3 separate regions of the Hordeum vulgare genome follow, and regions 2 and 3 are each linked to region 1. The links are chromatin contacts, called in public Hi-C maps. All regions are on one chromosome and are shown on one strand. Each heading gives the region's core, a stretch centred on a gene start, on an enhancer-like site or on the middle of the called end of the contact. The rest is flanking DNA. Distances are from core to core; before and after follow the strand shown.

Region 1 (4,992 bases), core at 687-3,186:
AAGGTCAACGACGGAGGAGAGCCATCGAAAGACGATGTCGGAAGGAGCGGTTCTTGTGGTGACGGCGGCGGCTAGGTTTCCTAGTCTGTGGACCTAGGATTCGGAGTTCCCTGTCTAAGAGCATCTCCAATAGACGCATGCTAGCATGGCGCGCTAAAAATATACATAGCATTGAAATAGCCTTTTTAGCGTGTGGGGGAGCGTTTGCTCCAACAGGCGCTATAAAATATGGCACGATGCTATAGCTCCAGCACGCTCTGCAAAATGCAACATGCGTGAGCAGGCCGCGTTTGGTAAATATGAACAACACATATGCATTTGACAATATGATGATCTTACAAACATAAAAAGTGTGCATTGGAGCAAGATAACATAGTTCAATTGCATGCCATAGTTTAAAATCATCCAATCAAGTTCATGACAAATAAAAGTTCACATAACAAATGGCACATCAACTATCGTGCATCCTCTTCTTCCTCCTCTTCTCCATCCTCTTATGAAGACAATTCTTCCTCCTCATGCGAAGGTATGTGAGGCACACCACAAGGCATGCATCCATCCATGTCACCTGGAAATGTTCCCATGCCTCCCATGAGAGACCCAAAACTCATGGCTCCAAAGCCTCTCACGGTAGCTCCGAAGCCACCCATGCCTCCCATGCCGTCCATGATAGCTTCAAAGCCACCCATGCCCCCATGCCTCGCATGCCGCCCATGATGGCTTCAAAGCCACCCATGCCTTTCATAGATGCTCCCATGCCTCCCGTGGTACCTCCGAAGCCACCCATGCCTCCCATGCGTGTTTTCAAGCCTTCTATGCCTGTGAAGCCACCCATGGCCATGGATCTTTTTTGGACCAAGACTTCATCACGGGAAATATTGATGAACTCCTTTTTGCCTCACGGAAGGGGTCGTGGGTGTAGGGAGGGGTGGGGGGATGTCGGCGCCGCCTTCCATCGGTCGAATTTCATCGTCGACGGTGTGTGGCGAGGCGGCCGAAGAGGTTGGGTCGCAGTTGGTCGCTCGCGCGTGAATCGTTATTGTTCAATGCACGAAAACGGGCATGCGACATAAGCAAAGCACGATGCCATTTTTCTCCGCACGCTGAACCAACTATACCATGTGCGCACGATTATTACGCGTCTGTTGAAGCATTCGATACAGGCCCGTACGTAATAAGAGGGTGCTTGGATTCAAGAGACTAAAACTAGTCTCTTTAAGAGGCTAAAGTTTCAAGCACCCCTGACTAAAGAGAGGCTAAAACTAGTCTTGAGGCTAAAATCTTTTAGTGAGGGGTACCTCTATTAAAATGTGCATTAGTCCTCTCTCTCCTTATTTAACTCCTCATGCAAGTTCTGGATTGAAGGGTTTGGAGGATAATAAATATTCATTAACTTGATTTTAATCTCTTTAGTATTTAGATCCAAACATGAATGAGGCTAACAAGTTTTAGTCTCGTTACTTTTAGTCATGGGATTAAAAGGTATTCAAGCACCCTCTAATTTGATTTTTTGCTACCACGACGAAGCTACCGCGGCTGTTGAAGATGCTTTGGAAGCAATTCTGCGTTTGAACGGTACCAAAGCATGTACTCCTACAGCACTCCCGCTGCAAGGCCCATTCCAATCAGTGGTCCAAACTCCCCAGCATTGACACGGCACCGACACTGCGAGATCAGAAACGTCTCGCCACAGAGTCTCGTCTAGCGTGTGTCGAGAAAACTGATCACTGGTACAGTGGTGACAACAAAATTATCACCATAAAACTATCTCTAACTAAAGGAAGTCACGGTAATGACCGTGTCCGAAGCAGCGGCTGCTATTTTACGGCGCCCTGAAAAGTCGTGCTGGGTACCAGTGGCGCACAGGCAGGCAGGCACACACCGACCGACCAGAGCACTTCCAAACAAAACAGTTCTACTACTACTCCAGTTCCCAAGCCCCAGCTAGCTAAATGAGCAGCTGCCTTTGCTGCTTTTGCTCTGCTCTTCCCTCCCCTTCCTTCCCTTTCTCCCCCCTCCACCGGGCTCGCTGCCGGTGGCCGCCGCTTCCGCCGCCCGCTTTATCCCCCGCTGATTTACACGTCAGCTGCTCAGCTCGAGTCGCATAGCAAGGCTGTGGAGGTCCTGTGCGGAGCAAAGAACTACTCCTACTCCCGGAGGAGATGAAGTCCCGGAGCTCTGCGAGGGGCGAGCCGAGGAGGTTCGGGAATGTGGCTCTCCTGGCCCTCATGCTCTGCTCCCTCGTCGCGCTCTCGCTCATCAGGGCAAGGTTCTCCCCAATCGGTAACGCCATCGCTTTCTTCTGCTCTTTCTCTTTTGTTCCTGACTATGCAGAGGCGTGGCCAGTGGTGGGAGCAAATCTGAGGGCGTCAGAGCTGCTGTTTGACTGCTCTCATGGTCTCACTGCGTTTCCGCAGGGAATACGCCCGTTGTGGAGACCATCAAAGTGGAGGATCCGAAGCCGGTGTTGCCGAGCAAGCCGGCTGTCGCCGCGCAGGCCGGCGATGGCGCCGACGAGGCCGCCGCAGTTGCTGGTAAGCTAGCTTATCCGCCTTCGTACACGGCGTGTATCGTCTAGAAAGATTAGTGAGTGGATTGGAAGCCGCTTGCTTTATGCAGGGGGTGGTTGGGTGTCTAGATCTGCTTGGCATTTCTTTACCGGCCGCTTTCTTTTGGTAATATCATATCCATTTTAGCTGAGATTCAGCCTCAAATCAGACAAGGAGAGGAGAGGAGGAACAATGGAACCATCCACGGATTTAGCAGCTCGTCCTAAACTATCGCTGATATACACTGAAGATTTTCGTTCTAAATAATTCGGTGAAGAGGGTGGTGGCATCAGATCTCACCAGGAACTGGATTTTCTTCTTGCAGTGGAGGAAGACAAGGAGGAGGAAATTCAGCCCAAGACCGAGCAGGCCGTGGGCGCCACAGTGCGGCCAGCCAAAGCCGCCGTGGTCGTTGACGCCAGCAAGCCGGTGTGCTACGAGACGAGTCGGCGCTCCGACACCTGCGAGGCAGCCGGCGACGTGCGCCTGGTGGGGAGAAGCCAGACCATCTACATCGATACGCTGGAGCGGGAATGGAAGACCAGGCCGTACTGCCGGAAGCACGATACCTACGCGTTGTCCCACGTCAAGGAGTGGTCTCTGAAGCCGTTCCCCTCCGGCGACGACGCGGCGCCCAAGTGCACGTCCAACAGCTCGGCCACCGCCTTCGTGATCTCGACGGGCGGGTTCACCGGCAACCCCTTCCACGACTACACGGACGTGCTCATCCCGGCCTTCATCACGGCCCACCGCTTCGCCGGCGAGGTCCAGTTCCTGGTGAGCAGCTACAAGTCGTGGTGGATGAGCAGGTACATCCAGATCTTCCAGCAGATGAGCCGGTACGAGGTGGTCGACATCGACGCCGACGACGAGGTCCGGTGCTACCCGAGCGCCGTGGTCGGGCCGACCTTCCACAAGGAGCTGGGCGTGGATCCCTCCAAGGCGCCGTCGGGCGCCTCGATGGCGGACTTCCGCAAGATGCTCCGCAACGCGTTCGGGCTGGAGCGCGCCACTGCGACGCCGAGCGGCGACCGGTGGGACATCCGCCGCCGGCCCCGACTGCTGATCATCTCCCGGCGCACCTCACGCGGGCGGGCGTTCATGAACGAGCGCGCCATGGCCGACATGGCGGGGAGCCTGGGGTTCGACGTCCGCATCGGGGACCCGGACACGACCTCCGACACGTCCAAGTTCGCGCGGCTGGTGAACTCGTGCGACGTGATGGTGGGCGTGCACGGCGCCGGGCTGACCAACATGGTGTTCCTCCCGGCGGGCGCCGTGCTGGTGCAGGTGGTGCCGTACGGGCGGCTGGAGTGGCTGGCCCGAAACACGTTCGCGGAGCCGTCGGCGGGCATGGAGGTGCACTACCTGGAGTACGTGGTGCAGCTGGACGAGACGACGCTGAGCGAGCAGTACCCCAGCGACCACCTGGTGCTCAAGGACCCCATGGCCATCCACAAGCAGGGCTGGGACGCGCTCAAGACCACCTACCTCGACAAGCAGAACGTCCGGCCGCACCTCGGCCGCCTCAAGAAGACCTTCCTCCAGGCACTCAAGATGCTGCCGCACGGCCGGGACGATTAGACCAGCTTTAGTTCACCGTCGTCCCCATCATCGCGGGAGCTTTGAGAGCTGCTGGTAGCCTAGTATCATCAGTAATAGTGTACAAAATGGATGCAGAGGACAAGTGTCTATAACCTTTTCTCTGTTTTCGCCTAATCCGTGGGTTGCGGTGCACTCTACTCTAACTCTGTTTTTAGAGCATGAGGTATAAACTTGCAACCGTGTTAACACGATGCACACCACGCACACACTGTATCCTCTCTCTTGCTAGAAGCAATGCCCATGGTTTCTTTTCTCGCTTTGCTATTCCTCATCATCTCCAATAGAGAACGTATATGCAAAACCCAAAAACACCTCTCTAACAAATGGTGTAGAAGATGTATATGCAAAACCCAAAAACACCTCCCTAACAAATGGTGTAGATGCAAAAACAAAAATTATATCCCGCCAACTGCCAGACTATCGTCCATTAGTCTTTTGTGCAACCAACCACCGCCTGTCCGTCGTTGCCATGACCGCACCGATGACCCTGTCGCCTTCTCCGACTCCGTCGCCGCTGCACTGACCCACCTTGCCGTGGTCGTCGCCTTCACGCCAACTTTCCCCAATGCGGCCGCCTCCGCCTCCATGCCGTCGCCTTGGATTTGCCCCACCCCGGTCGATCGCCTTCGCATTGGAGGCTGCAAAGAAGCAGTGGGCCGCCAAGCTTCGTGGTGGTGGCGTGAAGCGGTCGGCGGTGTGGGGCCGCATCCCAGCGCGGAACCAACCTCGACCGATTTAAGGACGAATGTGGCTATGATAGATGATTTGCAGCCGACGTCGACCTTGGCGTCCTCCTCCGGCCATGAAGCTCCTCGGCCACATCCTCCGTCGCCGGCAC
Region 2 (4,992 bases), core at 960-3,459, 220 kb before region 1:
CTTTTATAATAATATTTCCCACAAGACTCTCACGCATCCATTTATCTACTGATGCAAGAACCTTCCAACAATCTCCTCTTGTGATACGATCATGACCTTGGCCTTCTTGATGGCAATTCTATTGCATTCGAACTACCGGTGCACTAATGAAACACACTAAAATCCACAACACCTGAGGTAGATGACCAACAAAATGGGAATGCAGGTACATACAACAAAAGCAATGCCACTATTCCCTTCCAGTAACCGAAACACTCTACTCATCAGTTACGCTAGAAGTGGTAAATCATTTTCAGATGGGCTTGCTCCCCAAACAGCTGAAGAGGAATAGGTTCAACAAATGCAAAAATGATCACCGCTCTATGAAAATAAACGGACAGGGAGCTAAGGAGCCAGAGACACAAGGGAGCTTAGCTTTCTTACATGTATGAGTGTACAGGCGTGTCCTAACTGATTCACTGTTAGACGGAGCATCAGGCAGCACAAAATTCTACCTGACTAAGGGTTCCTCCAAAATGAGGGTCTGCTTACTGCTTCGGTTTTTAGATACTAAGCTTTCTTGCATATCTTGATATGGACAAATATACCAACCACACAAACCAGTCAACTACTGAACAGTATGAATTCCTAGTTCATTTAGCTAGCATCGGCGCACCATATTTGCAATGGCATTTTGAAGCGTACATGCCTTTTCAATAGCAAATAAATAATTTATGCTTTGGCTACCAACAAAGTAGTAGATGCTGTTTGCCTACAACTGAACAACAATGTAGAGGACAGCAAAGGATACAGTTACTGGAAGCGAATACTCCCTCCGTCCGGAAATACTTGTCATAGGAATGGATGTATCTGGATGTATTTTAGTTCTAGATGCATCCATTTTTATCTATTTGTGCATCAAGTAATTCCGGACGGAGGGAGTATATAACTATAGTTACAAACAGTGCAAAAATTCTTCGTACCTCCAAAAAGAAACGGCGGTCTATGTCATAGGAGTTATGCCCTCACCACCTTCACCAACATCCATGTCCTTTCCATTGGGCAAGGTCTTGTTTCCAGTGCTTTCAACATATGTCTGCTTACTTGATTTCCTCTTGCTATACTTCTTCTTATACCGATCCACCTTATACTCCACCAAACTATTATGTTGATTAGTCGCGGGAGGACCTTTCCTTTTACCTCTCGTACTCTCCTGAGGGGGTTTACCTTTACACTCCAGTGCAAGAACCACAGGGACTGTGGGGTCAGATCCTAAAGCCTGACTAGCATTCCAGTTGCTTCCCATCTCTTCACTGGTCTCGAGATAGTCCAGATGATCCATCATATTGGTTACACAAAGCCCCAGATCCTCATTGACCACCTTCCTCCCATAAACCAATCCGTTCTGCCTCTTGCCCTGTCCAGCCGAGACAAATAGAGATGCACTGCCAGAACGTGAAATCCTCGGTGACCCGTTGATAGCCAAATGCAGCTGCAGAGCCAATGCCTCATCTGGCAGCTCCGGATCACAGGGACCCTTGCTCTCTGACCCCTCACCAACAGGGACGAGGGCCATCGCATCCTTCCAAGCTGGCCTCACCTCCTCCACCACCTTCCTTGGCGAATTCAACTTAGCAGCGGCGACAGGCTCCCCCTTCCTCCGAACTGCAGAACTAGGCTCCCTGGTGACCAACTCCAGATTAGGAACGTATTTCTTGCCACCCACCTTCACTGTGGGGCAGCAATCGACGCAGACGAAATTCTCCAAATCTACAGGCTGGATCATGGCAGTACGGTGCTCGGCAGGGATGCAGTGGTGGTGGACGCAGTGGTTGCAGCTGCGGCATGTGGCCGAGTCCTCGTGCGAGAGGTTGTCGGGGGAGAGGCAGTAGGAGCAGACGGCGCCAGAGCGAAGGAGGGAGATACATTCAGAACAGAGGAGGACGACGCGCCAGAGGGAGCGGAGGGGACGGAGTGGACGTCGCTTGGCGCCCGGCGCCGGCGGCTGGAAGCGAGCGACGCAGCAGTGGCAGCGGTTCAGATAGGACGGGCTGCGCGTGGGCGCAGGGGGCGGCAAGGCCGGGCGGGGGGGCGCTGCACGGCGTCGTGGGCGATGTTTCGAGAGGAGACGGGACGGCGGGGTGGGGTGGTCGGCGTCGGGGACGGCGGTGGCGGTGGCGGTGGCGGTGGGGGAGCTGGGTGCGGATTGCACCATGGGAAACCTAGGGTTTGGGGTGGGTAAGTGGTGGGGAATCCGGCCCGCGGAATGGGTTTTGCTTGGGCGCGATGTATGTTGCCGGATGGTGAGATGCTCGGGAACCCAACTATTTTCCCCGATCTTGAATAGGAGTACAAGTTTTTTTAAGATTTTATTAAAAGACTACTCTTTCCATTCTTAAATACTCTCTCTGTTCCTAAATACGGAGTATAAGTCCTTCTAAAGATTTCACTAGAATACTACTCCCTACGTTCCTAAATATAAGTCTTTTTTAAAGATTTCACTAGTGTACTATATACGGATGTATATAGACATACTTTAGAATGTATATTCATTCATTTTGCTCCGTACGTAGACCCCTAGTGAAATTTCTTAAAAGACTTATATTTAGGAACGGAGGGAGTACATACGGAGCAAAATGAGTGAATCTATACTCTAAAGTATGTATATATACATCTGTACGTTGTTCACTAGTGGAATCTCTTAAAAGACTTATATTTAGGAACGGAGGGAGTACATACGGAGCAAAATGAGTGAATCTATACTCTAAAATATGTCTATATACATCCGTATGTTGTTTCCTAGTGGAACATCTTAAAAGACTTATATTTAGGGACAGAGGGAGTACAAGTCTTTTAAGAATTTTCAATAGAAAACTATAAACGGATGTATATAGACATATATTAAAGTATAGATTCACTCATTTTACTTCGTATGTAGTCTCCTAAGAAAATCTCTAGAAAGACTTATATTTAAAAACGAAGGGAGCATATATGAAATAAAATGAGTGAACTTACATTCTAAAATATGCATATACATATATAGAGAGAGAGAATCTCATAGTGAAACCTTGAAAAAACTTATGTTTAAAAATGGAGGAAGTAAATTTTAGAAAAGGGATGCTTCTAATTTTGTTTGAATATAAATCTATTCCCCCTCAAAAAAAACATTCGATGGCATGGCTGAGAGTATTCCCTATTTCCCATGTCCCCTATTTCCCATGTCCGTTTGATTTATGTGGTTTTTTAATATATTTTCGTAACCTTAAATCGACAAGTCAGAAAATAACATGTGCATTGGTTTGGGATATGATTATGATCATTATTATTCCCATGTGTTTCACAAGGACCGCTTGGTTGACACCTCGTAGATATCTTCTTCAATCTCTTTGTGTATTCCGTCGTCGTTAGAAGACTCGCGTAAAATCCATACACATCGCCACCGTCGTACGAGCCTATGAAAAGGGTTTCTCCTTCTTTTAATCGTTCATCATCTCCGTCTAGGTTATTTGTCACATTCACCATGAGCAGATATCCTTCGAGTCGATCATTGTCACCATCTTTGTTGTTCGACCATCCACCGTCGGTTGCACTTCTGTAGCCACCCACCTCGCTGTCTTTGATGTTTCCAACCGATTTAGCTTCTCGCACAAGCACGGCAGCACAAACGAGAAAAACGAGGGAGCAGTAGTACCGAATGTGTGAATAGAAACTGAAGTGTAAATGCCTTGTTGATGTTTGAGCGAAGCAGTTTCAATCAGATGAAGCATCGATCTCTCGGCTGGATCGAGCCACCCGTGTCACCAGCATCACACGCATGGGCTGGATCAGCAAGACTCCTTTGAATGGGCTGCTGTAAGGCCTAATGCATCAGAAGCCTTGGTTTTGGCCCCTGGAGCAGCAGCCCACAGGACAGACGGGCTAAATAAAAAAGACTGCGCGGATCAGCTTCAGAAAGGACGTAATCCAACGGCGAGAAACTCCTAATTAGCTAATCCAACGGTCAAAAACGTCTAATCGCTGAGAGGGCAAAGATTAGGTGCAGTTTTACTGTCCTTAATAGCCGCGGTGGCGACAAGTCCGGTGGTGAGGAGCTCTCGGCTCCGATGGAAATGATGGCTAGGCGACGCAATCGAGCATGAGAGCAAGGGGGAAGGCAACAGAGGTCGCAACGGTTCGAGAGAGCATCTCGGAAGGCTCGGGGGACGACCTGGTTGCAGCGGAATGGCGACAAGAAGCTCTGGTCACCGATGTTGAAGACGACGATGGTGGCAGCGTTGCAGCGCGTCCGGTCTTGTGTGCTTTCATGTGGAGAAGAACGACATTGAGGCACTTCATTTGGACACGATGGTGAGGAAAATGGTGGTCGGTGGTCGCAAGAACGGTGGGCGGCAGCGACGGCTACGCTTGGTTGCAAGAGAGGGGTGAAGCATAGGAGGGGATAGGCATGGGAGGGAGGGAGAGTGAGATCAGGGGGTTCGTGGCGCCCTTATGCACGTCGAGGAGGAGATAGTGAGGTAGGGAGTGCTCTATGCATGGTTGTGCGCGTCAGGCACACGCCTCTCGTCCTCCTAGCGAGAGGAGGAAGATGACCCTATGCCTTGCTAGGTTGGGCTCGCTACATGGGACGGCTACACGTAAGTTTCTTTATGCCTTTTTTCTCTTGTTTGAGTTACCTTTTTATTTTCTTAACCTATGGGTAAAATCTCCATAGGACGTCTCGATGACACTCAAACCCCTTTGACCGGACGAAAACGTCACGGAGGGGTATTTTCATAACGCTATCTAACGGAATAGGGGTATAGTTGAGCACTTCTTTATTTATGGGTAAAGATGAGGTCGTGTCAAAGTTAGGGGGTAAATCTAAATGTCCCTATATTTTAGAACTGAGGGAGTATTTGGTTTGGCGAGTTGAGGAGATGATGGAGTGTGTTTAATTTTTATTTTATAATGAGATGTTTTAATGCGTCTTTCATAGTGTGACTATGGGTTATCTGCCAAACAACTCATACTTAT
Region 3 (4,992 bases), core at 1,023-3,522, 140 kb after region 1:
GCGGGCATATGCTTGGACGTGCCTCCGACGTTGAGAGAAGAGCTCAGATGGGTAGATTTTGGGTCGTGGCTGACCGACTTAAATAGCTCGGGCAAGCTGAGCACGAGGTTAAATACAGAACACCGAAGTTGACTTCTCGAGCTCTGCCCCCGTGTGAATGCCAGGTAGGCGTACGACTAGTCACCCGACGTGAATGTGTGTAGCCGACTGGCCTCATCCACTCTGAATGTGCGAACGGGATTCAGAATGACGCGAAGAAAGAGGTCTTTGGAGTTGGGCCAGGGTGTCACAGTCGAATAGGCGAACGGCCACAAACCTTCCATCAGTTTGATGCAGGTTTAGGGGATTTTGGACAACGAGACCGGTCCCGAAAAATTTGGTGACCGCTCTTGGATTGATTAAGTGGTTCGTTTGGGGCATTTGAGGGTGATTCGATATTGATTTAAGAATTACTAGAAGGATTGGGCGCGCTTTGCTACATCGTTAGATTAAAAAACCTAATAACTCTGTTTTAAAATACAATGTGTATCACTTTTTAAAATTTTCAAATTTTTTATTTAATATTGTGAATGTCGATATTTTTGCTCTCAACTTGGTCAAAGTTGAAGAATTTAACTTTCCAAAAGACAAATGCCCCTTGTATTCTGAAACTGATGGAATATTTTGTTTGATTTGTGGGCAACATGACATAATGTGTTTTATTTTTATTTATAATTCGATAATTTGATGGACCTTTCGTGGTGTGATTCTATATTATATGTTAACCAACCTTATATATGTTTGAAAATTTCTACGTCGACGGCTACATTAGCATAATTGATATGTTTTATAGATCGGTTGTTGTTGTTTCATTTGAAAAAAATGTTGTTTCGGTTAAAATCGTAAACCAAACCCATTAAAAAGCATAGTGTATTTGTCTAAAGATTTGAACGAAAATGTTTTGAGAAATTGTTGACCCGATCAAAATCGGGTGATCCAATTTTAATAGAAGTCTTGGAGATATCTATTAAAGGGGAATTAGGGAGAAGACGAGTGAGGCGAGCCACCCGTGTGGGAATTCACGTGGCACATAGATTTAAAAAAGGCTCAGTGACAACCATGTAAAAGGGTCCGTACGTCTAAGATTATCGCTTTAAGAAATTGTTAACCGATTAAAATTGGATGCCACATTATTAATTAAAAATCTCAACAAAATCTTGGCTCTTCAATTCTACAACGATTAGTGTTATAATATATCGTGAAAGAAAAATAAATATGGGTAAAATTAAAGGGGAAGGGCGAGGTGGGGATGAGTGGGAAGAGGGCACGCAATTTTGTGGACTCAAGTCCATACTTGAAGTCGATAAATCAGTTTCTCTTGAGAGCATCTCAATAATCCGTATGTTCAATCGTTGGTATAAGTGTCCACATCATCAACCAACAGTACATCATACAAGCTCTTCAATAGTGTGTATGTTAAGAGTATGTAAAATAACTAAGTGGATCCATTAAATGTTGAAGAAATAATCATGTTTGCCTCAGAGCTTGTGCATGAACCGTTGCTTCAAGTTCATACGGTTTCATTCTCTCTCTTCTTTTATTATATATCATGTCATTAAAATCATCTATGTGACAATTTTATCAACGATGATCATACGACCATTGAAGATGCCCTGATAGGACTCTTAGATTCTGTTTGAAATCATAATAGATTATGATAATTTGGATTATGAAGATAGATTATATAATCAGGTTTATAAAAATAATTAAGATGGACATGTTTAGAGGCTATATTATGTAAACTGTAATCCAGGTTTTACATTACATAATGACATGTCTCTCTTGTGCGTACGGTGAGGAGAAAAAAGGAGGATGTCATAAAAATTAGTAATTACCTCAAACTTCACAAAGATAATGAATCATTAGTAATTCATAATCTGGTTTTATCCGGATGAAGTAGATTGTGAGTTTTTAATAATATACCCATCTAATTTTTATAATATACAACATAATTTATTTTGTTTGGAGACAGTATAGATTATAAAAATTAAATTGTTATAATGTGAGTTGTTCTAAACAGAGCGTTAACCAAAACAAAAAGGCCGTCTCTCGCCCTTTGAATAGAAAAGGTTGTCCTACGGCAAAAGGCAAAAGCGGAAAGGAAAGCCCTCAAAGCAGACATTTTGTCAGCGGAAACCAAAATGAACAGATGAAGCGCACGGGCCAGCGCTGTGCTGCTGCTACGACCCGCGAGTTCCGCCACGCTGCAGATTGTTTATTTGTGTTCTGGCAGACTGCCGATTCTCCCCGGCGTGGTTCCGATAGTTAACCGTGGATAGCTCGTCGGGTCTCCCAGTTGTCCCGCACCGAGGGCAGGGAGGAACCCGCGAGACGGTCTGCCGTGCCGTGCCGCCCGTCGGAGCGCGGGACACGTGATGCCATGCACTGGCCAAGGGAAAAAGACGCCATGATGTTGTTCGTGCTCGCGCACCGCCGCGCGAGCCAAGGGACGGACTACGCTTGTCTTGGGCTAGCTAGCTAGTAGCCTCGGGTGGAGAGGTGTCGTGGGTCGTGGGTGTCTTGACTTATCTGAATCGCTGGACTGAAAACTACAGACAAACTCGAGAGTCCAGACGGACCGCTAAGCTACTTGTTAATACTTTTTATGTCGTGTGCATTAATCTGCTTGTATTGAAGGAGCGAATGCGATGGCTCCAGTTATATGCAGGTAGTTTGGGAAATCCAATTCGGCTTTGGAGAGCATATGCTCCTGTCCATCAATTTTATTTTTTGCAAATGTAAAAAGTAAAATAAAAAAAGATGTGTTCTTTGTCCCACTCAAATGCTACCTGCGAATTTTTAATGAAAAATCTTAAGCAGTTTGAGCTCTGCAAAAAAAAACATCAAATGTTACCTACAAATGTTAGATTTACTTTTTTTTCACCATCGACGTACCACTACCCCGTTTTGCATAAAAAAATGTCAAACTCACTTGTTAGAATAAGATAAACATTCACATGAAAAGCAGTTTTTTTAAATATATTTGTTTTGAATTTATTATTTATGAGAAAGTATATGCTCCCAATAGCCAAAATGGCCTCAAGGATACAATTGAGGTACGGAGTAACAAGAAGGCACAAATAGCGTAAAAAATGCCTAAAACGTTTTTAGCGAGACTATGTGCCTTGATATAAAAATCGTGTCCCTCAAATATGAAGGAGCAAGCCGCAAACTGATAAGGTGACGCTTTGATATCTTTGACAATACTAGCATATAAACTACGAGTACCTCTACTGATGCTCGATTTCCCCCTTCCCCTTGCCCTCCCGTGCCGCTTCCGCGAGCGCTCGGGGGGGGGGGGGGGGGGGCTAGCGCCCTCCTCCTCCTTCCTCCCTGCAGCTCCCTTCCCTCGTCGTCGGGACGACATGTTGGACGTTGGATGGTGCTGGCCGTCTGGATCGGGCGGAGGTAGCTGGCGGCGGGGGCGCGGGCTGCATGCGGTGGCGTGGAGTGGCTGATGCGGTTGAGGGGCATGCCCCGATCTCGACGGCAGCGGCTCTGGGTTTGGTCCAGATCTCACGCAGCTCGATGCGTGGGGCCTGGGCCCTTGTGATGTCGAGGCTCCAGCTCGTCGCAAGGGTTGGTTGGATCCGGTGGCCGACCTCTACTGCGGTGCTCCCTGGTAGTGGTGGGCCTGCCGCCCCCGGCCAGATCCGGCCCTGGGAGCTCTTTGGAAATGGCAGGTGTCGCTGGCTTCGACTCGCTGGTTCTTCGGGCTGGCGTCGAGGTTTGTGGTGGCTTCTGCGTGGTCATGGTGTGATGGCTTCGTGGGAGGCGTGTAGGCTAGCGGGGGTGCTATGCGTGGGGTTGTGGTGTTGGGAGGTGCTATGGGCGAAAGCTTGCCGGCCGACGGTGTCGACGTCTGTGGATGTCGTCTCACCTCCTTGGAGGCACCGTTAAGGAGTTCTCTCCCTGTACACCCTTGGATCCAGTTCTTCGGGTGAAAACCTTAGGCCCGGTTGGGACAGATGACGGCGTCGGCATCGTCGCTTCCTCCTTGGGGGCGTCGTGTTGAAGAGCTTTGGATCTTGTTTGCACGCTCCATGGGCTAGACGCTCGCGATATTGCGGTCAGCTCAGGCCCGTCCGACAATGTGGATGATCTGCGCGGCTTCTTGTGTAGCAACGATGGCCGCTTCAAGCGGAGTAGGAATTGTTGTTGTGTTCTAGTAGTCGGTCTCACCCGGCGTGTTCGAGGGGTCGTCGTACCTTTCTTGTCTTCTGAAGTCAAAGCTGTTTGAGGAGGAGCCTTGCGGTGACAATGACGTGAGACGGGCGATCGGTTCTGGCGCTGGCTCGGCGCAGGTCCATCACTTTTTTATCGTACAATGCTCGTCGACAGAGTCGAAGCTGTGTGGTCGCCCGCGCGTGTGGTGGACTGTTTGGCGTTGTCCGACGCAGGCCTCTGCGCCCGTCTGTGGTGGAGGCTACATCGGTGGTCGACGATGGTGAAGTCGGAGTCGCCCTCGCGGAGGCGTGATGACGATGACGCCAAATTGCAACCTTGACGGAGCTCTTCCCCCTCGCTGCGTGTCTGCGTTCTTGTGTAGGTTGCGAGGTCGCCCTGTGTGCCTTGTTTTAGCGGACACATTGTGACGGTTTTAACCCGGTTATCTGTTTATTAACTGGACAACTCTATTCAACCTTTTCTAATTGGATCGGGCCCTAAGGGACCGCATTTAAAAAAAAAACTCTACTGATGTTCATGATGGCTTCTTGATAGTCCGTGTCCTGGGCAGATTCAGGCAACCTCAAGACATCCTTCCCTATTTATACAAACACCCGAGAAGGACAGACGGATCGATGAGAGAGGTCCTTCTAAACCAGACTTGGGTCATGGACCTCGTCCACGGTGACACCCAATTGATCAAAAATTAGGTAATCATACTACATGAGTGTCTCTAAGCTAGAAATTTTCAACTAGATGAGCATACAAAGGACACAATCAAATGGA

Evidence for each region. Hi-C and Micro-C count contacts between places; a contact is called where the count stands out from the background.
Region 2: a Hi-C map of seedling shows a contact between it and region 1, with 2.4 times the contacts expected there. The contact joins the promoter of LOC123412968 here to the promoter of LOC123407733 in region 1. A contact is called at or near these places in 3 of 6 Hi-C or Micro-C datasets (leaf and seedling) and 1 of 1 datasets of contacts at active chromatin or transcription factors (embryo).
Region 3: a Hi-C map of leaf shows a contact between it and region 1, with 5 times the contacts expected there. The contact joins the enhancer-like site here to the promoter of LOC123407733 in region 1. A contact is called at or near these places in 2 of 6 Hi-C or Micro-C datasets (both in leaf) and 1 of 1 datasets of contacts at active chromatin or transcription factors (embryo).

The regions. Positions count from the first base shown.
Region 1 is chr7H:158,289,881-158,294,872 of MorexV3_pseudomolecules_assembly, reverse strand. It overlaps LOC123407733 (alpha-1,3-arabinosyltransferase XAT3-like), which reads left to right and starts at 1,936. Exons shown (of 3, transcript XM_045100931.1): 1 at 1,936-2,283; 2 at 2,418-2,534; 3 at 2,875-4,268. The coding sequence starts at 2,163. The coding sequence ends at 4,133.
Region 2 is chr7H:158,505,356-158,510,347 of MorexV3_pseudomolecules_assembly, reverse strand. LOC123412968 reads right to left here and starts at 2,209. Exons shown (of 8, transcript XR_006613645.1): 1 at 963-2,209.
Region 3 is chr7H:158,152,016-158,157,007 of MorexV3_pseudomolecules_assembly, reverse strand. No RefSeq gene overlaps it. Among protein-coding and RNA genes, the nearest start is that of LOC123412098, 11 kb to the right of the region's middle. Within about 2 kb of position 2,272, at least 3 of the 3 cell types and tissues checked have open chromatin away from gene starts, as enhancers often do. A contact at or near this core is called in leaf, where this site is marked.